Regions from separate parts of the Rattus norvegicus genome. Here region 2 is linked to region 1. The links are chromatin contacts, called in public Hi-C maps. All regions are on one chromosome and are shown on one strand. The core of a region is the stretch at or near the end of the contact, and the rest is flanking DNA. Distances in the headings are between cores, read along the strand shown. Region 1 holds the start of Rmc1 (regulator of MON1-CCZ1). Region 2 overlaps Ankrd29 (ankyrin repeat domain 29).

The links. Hi-C and Micro-C count contacts between places; a contact is called where the count stands out from the background.
Region 2: a Hi-C map of liver shows a contact between it and region 1, with 2.1 times the contacts expected there. The contact joins the enhancer-like site here to the promoter of Rmc1 in region 1. A contact is called at or near these places in 9 of 12 Hi-C or Micro-C datasets (the A7r5 cell line, Schwann cells, frontal cortex and 5 more) and 1 of 1 datasets of contacts at active chromatin or transcription factors (oligodendrocytes).

The regions. Positions count from the first base shown.
Region 1 is chr18:3,632,750-3,636,675 of GRCr8, forward strand. Rmc1 (regulator of MON1-CCZ1) reads left to right here and starts at 1,855. Exons shown (of 20, transcript NM_001009638.1): 1 at 1,855-2,032; 2 at 2,335-2,411. The coding sequence starts at 1,931.
Region 2 is chr18:3,708,854-3,712,872 of GRCr8, forward strand. Ankrd29 (ankyrin repeat domain 29) reads right to left here. Exons shown (of 10, transcript NM_001190372.2): 10 at 2,206-4,019. Among named protein-coding and RNA genes, the nearest start is that of Npc1, 11 kb to the left of the region's middle. Within about 2 kb of position 2,513, at least 6 of the 93 cell types and tissues checked have an H3K27ac peak or open chromatin away from gene starts, as enhancers often do. A contact at or near this core is called in hepatocytes and liver, where this site is marked.

The DNA.
Region 1 (3,926 bases), core at 605-3,104:
ACTCTAAGGAACTATGGTGAATGGTCCTTTAGTCATCTCACATGGTCTGACAAAGAATAGGCAACAAAAATTGAAACAAAAGCAGCAACAGGAAAGTCTGTGCTACTTTTGGGGTCTAGAAAGTGTCAGAAGCACCTTCTAGGCTTCTTGGACAAGTATGCACAGCTGTCTTTTTCACAGGCCAAAGTTTCTGAGCCCTGGAAAACAGTCCAAGAGTAAAACAATGAAGAGAAGGAACCACCCAGCCACAGAACTGCTCCCTCCTCCCTTGGGGTGTCAGGGTAGGCAAGTGCCCCCAATAGTTGGCTCTGCTGCCTGAGGGCTGCACTCCCAAGTAATCTGAGCTCACCTCTTCCCTGGTAGGAATCTCCCTTAGATGCCATAGAAAGACTGGTGCTAGGGAGCTCAGTTGGCTCTGAGCCCTACTGTTTGTTTTTGTTTTTAAAACACCTTCCGCCCCTCCCCTCCCTTATCACTTTCTTTCCCTCCCCTCCCTTATCACTTTCTTCCCCCCCCCCCCCCCCCCCCCCCGAGTTGGGGACCGAACCCAGGGCCTTGCGCTTCCTAGGTAAGCGCTCTACCACTGAGCTAAATCCCCAGCCCCCTCCCTTATCACTTTTAAAGCAGCATAGCCCTGGTAGAGCAAAGTGGTAGTGTCCAGCCCTCGCTTCAGAGGCCTTAGGTTTTGGCTGCCTTCGGTACTCTTCCAGCCCCTTCCTGAGAGTTAAAAGGACTTCACAAAAAATGCAAGCTAGAGTTTTAGTTTGATAACTCTTGTTCCATGTTCCAATACTTAAGCTTTCAGAAGGTACAAAAGTCATTGAGCAGTCTCGTAATTCCAGTTCTTGGAGGTGAGTGCTACCGTGCTTGCCTAACATGCATACCCTCTTCTGGCTTCTAAGCTCACCTGCACTTGTGTGGACATACCCGCCAGCATGTGCGTGCGCGCACACGCGCGCGCGCGCGCGCGCGCACACACACACACACACACACACACACACACACACACACACACGCACGCGCACTACCAAACTTAAATCTATAAAAGAAAGTGAAAAAAAGGTATTTGCCATGTAGCAAATGAATTCCACAGGCAAACCTCCAGAAAACAGAAATAAATGTCAGGCCAGAAGGGGGCGCCACAAGAAAGGCAAGGCTCCTCAAACTCAGGTCATCATACTGAGAGCCATCTCCCTGGACTAAGGCTGTTTCTTCTAGGCCTTAGCGGCTTGTGGATGGTCACCTGGCTGGCTGGAAATTTAATGCCCTAATCTCCCTTTATTTCCTCTTAAATAAAGGCGCCAGTCCCATTGGCTTAGGGACCTACCTGATGCCTTCAGTTTTCCTTAATTTCCTTTGAAGCTTCAAGCACATTCTGAGATATTGGGGATTAAAACTTCAACACGTAAATTCTAGGGGAGGGGCGAAATCTAGTCCCTAACATCCTAGCAGATCACAGTACTTGCCAGTATGGCTAAGGCAGACTGCTCAAAAAATCAGTTTCTGGGGCTAAACACGGAATTCCGTTGAGTAATGTAGTTGCCTGGCGTGAGGGAGGTCCTGAGGTGAACACAGAAATCAATCCTGGCTCGTAGATCTTTGCTGCACGCTTACAGTTAGCCTCCTGCCTCATCTCTCGACTAAACAGACAAGAACAGAACCCTGGGCGTAGGCGACGCAGAATGTCACCACCCGTAAGCAAATTAGAAACCAGGCTGTCCTCCCAGCAGCCCGCAGGCTTCCGGGTCACGTGACCCGACCTCCTCCCTCCTACAAGGGGGCGTGTCTTCGGTGTTGGGACCCTCCCCCGCTCACTGAGGCGCCGCTGGCCCGGTCACGTGGAGGGCGGGGCGGGGCCTAGGGCTGCGGCCCAGCGGCGACCCGGTTCTTGGACTGCATCTTCTACGGACGAGCTCCGCCGGTCCCAGCCATGGGCAGCGAGGACTACTACCTGGAGCTGTGCGAGCGGCCAGTGCAGTTCGAGAAGGCGAACCCGGTTAACTGCGTGTTCTTCGACGAGGCCAACAAGCAGGTGAGCGGCGGCCACGGCGGGGGCCGGGCGCCCAGACGCCGGAGTGTCTCTGCACCGGCGCCGAGAGTGCGGGGTGTATTGTACCAGAGCTGAGACGCGAGTGAAAGTGCATGGGCGGTGTCAGTGTGCGAGCTGGCTTTCAGACGGTCAGTCCCAGAGTCTGGCCTGCGGTCTTAAAATTCGTCTAAGCATGTCCTGTTTGTTCGGATGAATCGAGGATGTGGTACGGTAGACATGATTCTTGAAAGGCTGAGTCTAGGTCCTTATAAAGTCTGACCATTCATGTTGCCTCTTTTCCTCAGGTTTTTGCTGTTCGGTCAGGTGGAGCTACAGGAGTGGTCGTTAAAGGTCCAGATGATAGGAATCCCATCTCTTTTAGGTAATTTGCACTTTCAGAATAATACCCACATGTAAACACCGGCGGCTTTCTAACTCAGAAAGTTGAATCATTTTGTCTCTAAGCGGCCTGTCGTGTCAGTAAGAAAAAGCAGTGGACATTTGCTAGTACAGTTTGGTTACAGCACAACTGTCAGAGTGAAATAGGGATTGCTAGTTCAAGTGGGAACCAAAATCTCCTAGAGCACCCACTTCCTGGTACTTGAAGTTATCGAGTCCGTGTGTTTTGCACTCATTTCTGCAGTGCGCAGTGCTGGACCTGGGGACTCATTGACGTTTATCCCAGCACTTCTAGAGTTTTTGCTGGGTGGTGGAAAATCCAGTGTTCTGGTGTAATGGAGAACAATCAGGGCTTCCACTGAGGTTGAAGTGACAGACCGGCTTTCCAAAGTATGTAGGTTGACAATGTGATTGACATAGCAGTTCTTTTCATTTTTACAAGTCCCTCAGCACCTTGGCAACAGGCCTATAATCCCAGCCCTCTGGGAAGCTAAGTAGCAAATAGCTTGCAGGTTAGTGGCAGTGTAGCAAAACCCCGTTTTCAACAACAACGACGACAACAAAAATCTCAGAAAAATAAATTGCATTTAATATGTGTCAGCTGTTTGAAGTAAAAAAAAAAAAACAGCCAACTTTGTTTTCCTTTCTTTTCCTTTGTTACTTCTTCCTTTATTTTTTCATTTTTTTTTGAGACAGGGTTTCTCAATGTAGCCCTGGCTGTCCTGTAACTTAATTCTGTAGACAGGCTGACCTTGAACTCAGAGATCCTTCTGCTCCTGCCTCCTGAGTGCTGGAATTCAAGGTGTATTTGACAGCTTGTCTTGCTTTCTTTTAATGGCCCTTGCTCAGCACATCCTGAAAGCAGCTTTAACTGGAGAGAAGAGATTTAGCAAATACTGTTTGCCATGCTAAGCTCTATGCTAAAGCTCTGTTCATCGTGTGGGAACACTTAGGGGTGCAGCTTTGACATCAGTAATGGGGTTGAGTAAGGCCACAAGGTGGGAAGGGAGTGATTTCTGGTTGGAGTCGAGACCTAGATAACACCAGGAGCAAAGGTGTGATGTTCTGGGGAGTCTCCTCCTTGTGTTTGGGACACTGTCTCACTGGCACATTACCATGGCAAGGGCTCCTTAAGGGCTTGCTTGCCTCTGTCTCCACAGCCCTGGAATTATAAGGGATGGCACAGTGTTGAGATTTTTTTTTTTAAAACAGCTTTATTGAGTTAAAATTGGCTCATAAATTGCACATTTACTGTGCATTGATATATCTATACACCCAGGAAACTGTCACTACAACTAAGGTAATGAATGCAGCTTTATCCCACAAGATCTCCGGTAGTCTTCAGGTGACGTGTGTGACCCCAAGTCTCCAACCACTTGGCTGTGTCATCTGTCCACCTCACTAGCAAGTCGTTGCCTGTAGATTCTGGTCACAGCTTCAGAAATGCAATTCCTAACATTTGGCTCAGGGCTGCTGCTTCCCAGAGTTCTGGCTTTTT
Region 2 (4,019 bases), core at 1,263-3,762, 77 kb after region 1:
ATCTTATGTCTTATTTCTGAAATCTTCTTCAGCTAAATTGATCAATCATCCATTCTCCATTCTTATATTTGTAATAGAGTTATTTACTCTTTATTCATAATCCCGTCTTCTCATGGCGAACACTGAAACTTGTGGCTACATCCCTAGATCACAAGATCTAGGAACTCAGACCCAACCTAGAATGAAATGCTTTCTTTGATCATTAACTGCTCCAAGCCTGTGTTTCTCACTGGCACAGTTCTATGCTTGTAAAACATGAGGATCTCTGCTCCTTCCTCACCTATGCAGCCTTTGTTTCCTATTCTACAAGGAGGGAGCTTATTCTGGTCTTGATTCTAACTTTATTATATCTTTCTGGGAAAACAACCTAAACCATCTTAAACTTTCTATCAACTACCTAAACTATTTAAATCAAATCAGGAGTTTCATAAAATTATCAAACCATCTAAACAATATTATTTTATGAAAATCCATCTTCATATTGATCCACAGGAAACTTGTCCAGCAAAGTGGGCTATCACCCAGGAGGTAATCACACCAGGCTACAGGCAGCGAGTGTCTCCCTGTGGCTAATCACACCAGGCCAGATATATGATGAATACAGCAATGACAAACATGGGAAGGCAGAGGTAGTAGCCAGAAGCATCCCTGGGACGAAGCCCTGGGGCCGTGCCTCTCCAGGGCGCACCCATCACAGCTGAGCAAAACAAACAAACAAACAAACAAAGACCACGAACACAAACACAAACAAAACGAAACAGTGGGTCATCTCCAGAAGCTCAGCTGCCCATTGCAGCTCTTCCTGTATGACATCCGCCACTATCAGGGCAGGATTGGAAGACGTTCTTAAGAGAGAAGCTTGTATCTCCCACTTTGGTGAACAAACTATTAACACAATGGTCCCAGACAAACTGGAATTTCCTCAGAACCTCATACTGGGAGCAGCTCTGATGCCAGACAGAGGAGAAACTCCTGTCCAGGAAGTGATTCACACAACTCTAATTGCCCAAGCACTTATCAGTACAGACTGGAGCTCAGGCAGTGGTGGGCAGGAGCTGACTGACCTTAGTCTCTTGGTCTCTATTTAAACCTCAGCCTCATGCCAGTACTCCCCAAATGTGCTGGGGCAGCGGAGGGGATCACAGGGACTCTTCCTCTCTTACTTTTTCACTATCCCTTGCTTCTTTAGTTGGCTCCTTGAAGATGGATGGCTGAGTCTGGGCTGCCAGAGCCCAGGTTCTGTCTTCCAAACTCCCATCAGTTTCTACAGCGCTGACTGCATATGTCAGTAGGCAAGTGAGATTGTCTACACCAAGTCCTTACCACCCAAGTATCCTGTAACAAACATCTGCTTTTTATTAACCTGTGACCCAGGCCCTCTCCCAGGAACCACTTAGGGCATTCGGCCAGTTCCTGCACCATGACCACCTTGCTAAGCAGTGAGGAACTCAGTGTCTTCCGTCAAATGCAGGCCCGTGTCAAGTTTGCAGCATCCCCATCCCTCCGAGCAGCCTGTATTTGGGTTATTCTTCCCTCCTTCCTCGCCATTCCTCCCACATCAGGGTAAGATGGCATGCAGCTTCTTGTCATGGAGGGTGGGACAGAGGGAATCCAGAGCCACCACGGTGGTCTTCTGTGGATTCCTAATGTCTCTGCTATAAAACTGGTCCCCAGGTTCTGCAAACTGGTCAGCTATTTCACAAGGGAAAGTTTGCAAAGCGCTGAGGGGCCAGGAGTGGCCCCAGCAATAACAGCAAAAGCTGGGAGCTTCTCTTGAATATCTTTAGTGGCTACCCCAGGCTACCCCAGGAAGTTTTGTCTCAGTGGAAAACCTTGGGAATTGCTCAGGTACTTGTAGCAAATGAAACAATAGTTGATTAATTCTTTAGTGACGTGAAGCTCTAAGTTTGGGATCCTAAACTCCAGCCTGTTTATCAATAGAGTTGAATTACTCACTCTGAAATTTTATTCTATTCCAAATCACACAGGGGCCAGTGAAATAGCTCAGCGGTAAAGACACCTTCTGCCAAGCTTGAGGACCCAAGTTCCATTCCCAGAAACTGCGGTGGAAGAGAGAAGCCCCTGTATTGTTTTCTGACTTTCAAGAGTACCGCAGTGCCCACAAACAATAAATATGAAAAGAGGCTTTAAAAGCCACAGAAATGACACCTGCTAATAAAAAGGCAACAAAGGCAACCTGGGGGTTGTATTAACTTTATTTTAAGTATAACATGGAATGAGTTGTCAAACAGACAGATTTAGTGGCAAACTTTTGTAGTTCAGCTAAACAGATTGTTTGAGGAACTGCTCATGTTAAGCCTTTGGATAAAGGCTGACTGGATTGCCAACAAGTCTAAGGTAAAGAGTCCTTTACATGTGTGCAAATGGAAACACGGTTTCTGAAACAACAGACATCTTGTTCAGTCTTTGGTAGCTTCTAAACCAACTTGCCTGTCGTGGATAGCATCATCATTGCCTCTAGATCACGAGCTAATCCAGACTTCTGTTTCACACAGTACAAAGGTCTTTATTAGGTATTGCTAAAGATGCTGAACTGATTTCATGGCCCTAAAATGGTTCATAGGAGGAACAAGTCAATATCAAGAGGTTTTAGTGAAAAACATGACATTTCTGATACTATCTTTTGGCTTTTTTTGGTTGTTGTAGTTGCTGCTGTTGTTGGTGGTGGTGGTGGTATTTGCAATACTGTTTTCTTTCAGACCTGTGATAAACAACTGGTTCTGGTGTAGGGCTAAATAAAGGGGGAAATTGCAAAACATTTAAGTCCACTTTAATTTCTCCTTCAAGGGGAATGTAGCATTTCAAAATTCCCATGGAGGAAATGTGTATTTGCATAACTTTGCTGAGTAAAAGGCTGCCAATGGGGATACTGGCACTGATCTTCAGTTACTAAAATATTTGTGTCTGGTGTTGTGGCAACGCACAGCTTTCAAACAGTTATTGAAATTAGACTGGGGATTTCTGCAGAGCCCATCAGACTTCATCCTTCTCTGAGGGCTGTGTGCAGTTTGACACTGGCCTTGTTAGCAGTGCTTATCAGTCTGATTGCAGTTATCATAAACAATTTTTAAGAGACCGTCTTCTGATTTCAAAAGTTCCATTTTGGCATTTACACACTTACAGGTAGTGTTTCTCATCCCACTGCATGTTAGTTAAGTAAAACCTTCTTAGGAATACTTTTCTCTCCATCTTAATGACTTTATGACTTTACATAGGGACCACGGGTTGGAACCTGGAGCACAGTATGAGCAAGAACAGTGGCTACGTGTTTAAGCGTGAGAAGGGCTGTTAGTGTTTCATATGGTGCGTTATAGAAGAGTGCTTGATTTCTGTATATGCAGTTAGGCACCGACAGAGGCAGTTAGACACCATTGAAAGTGCATTGAGCATCGACTTTAGACCCTCCTCAAACAGTTTGGTGAACTTGTGGTTCTTTGTTGGAACCAGTTCACCCATGAGCATGCATAAATGAGCACCGGTGAATAATAACAACTGCCTTTGCTACGGATAGTCCCCAGAAGTAACAGTGACAGCAGCAGTACTCACGCATACCCAGTTCACCCAGTGAGCACACAGTCAGTGTCAGAGACTGGGCTGTGGGAAACTCCATATTCCCCAATGTACTGTGCCTTCACTTGTGCCTTGGGAATTGGACTCCAGATCATGCAACCGGAGTCAACACTCAAAGAGACTTGTGGTTTGCAGCTGTTGGGGTTTTCAATTTCCCACTGGCGTCTTCACACACTGACAATGTGTGACAGTGACTTTACACGTTAGGAAAAAGAGGAGGTTTTACCATCAAGCGGTTTATCTTTTTTGTGTGTTAACGGCCCATCTTTGCATAGCACATAGTGGAATGTCAGAAGTGGATCTTAAATAGCGGATGCTTATGTATCCACTGGTTCACAACAATCACAACTGATCCTTGAGTGGTAGAAAATACAGTGAGTGAATGGACAAATGCAACTATTAGGGAGGCATTGTATTTTAGCAGAGCC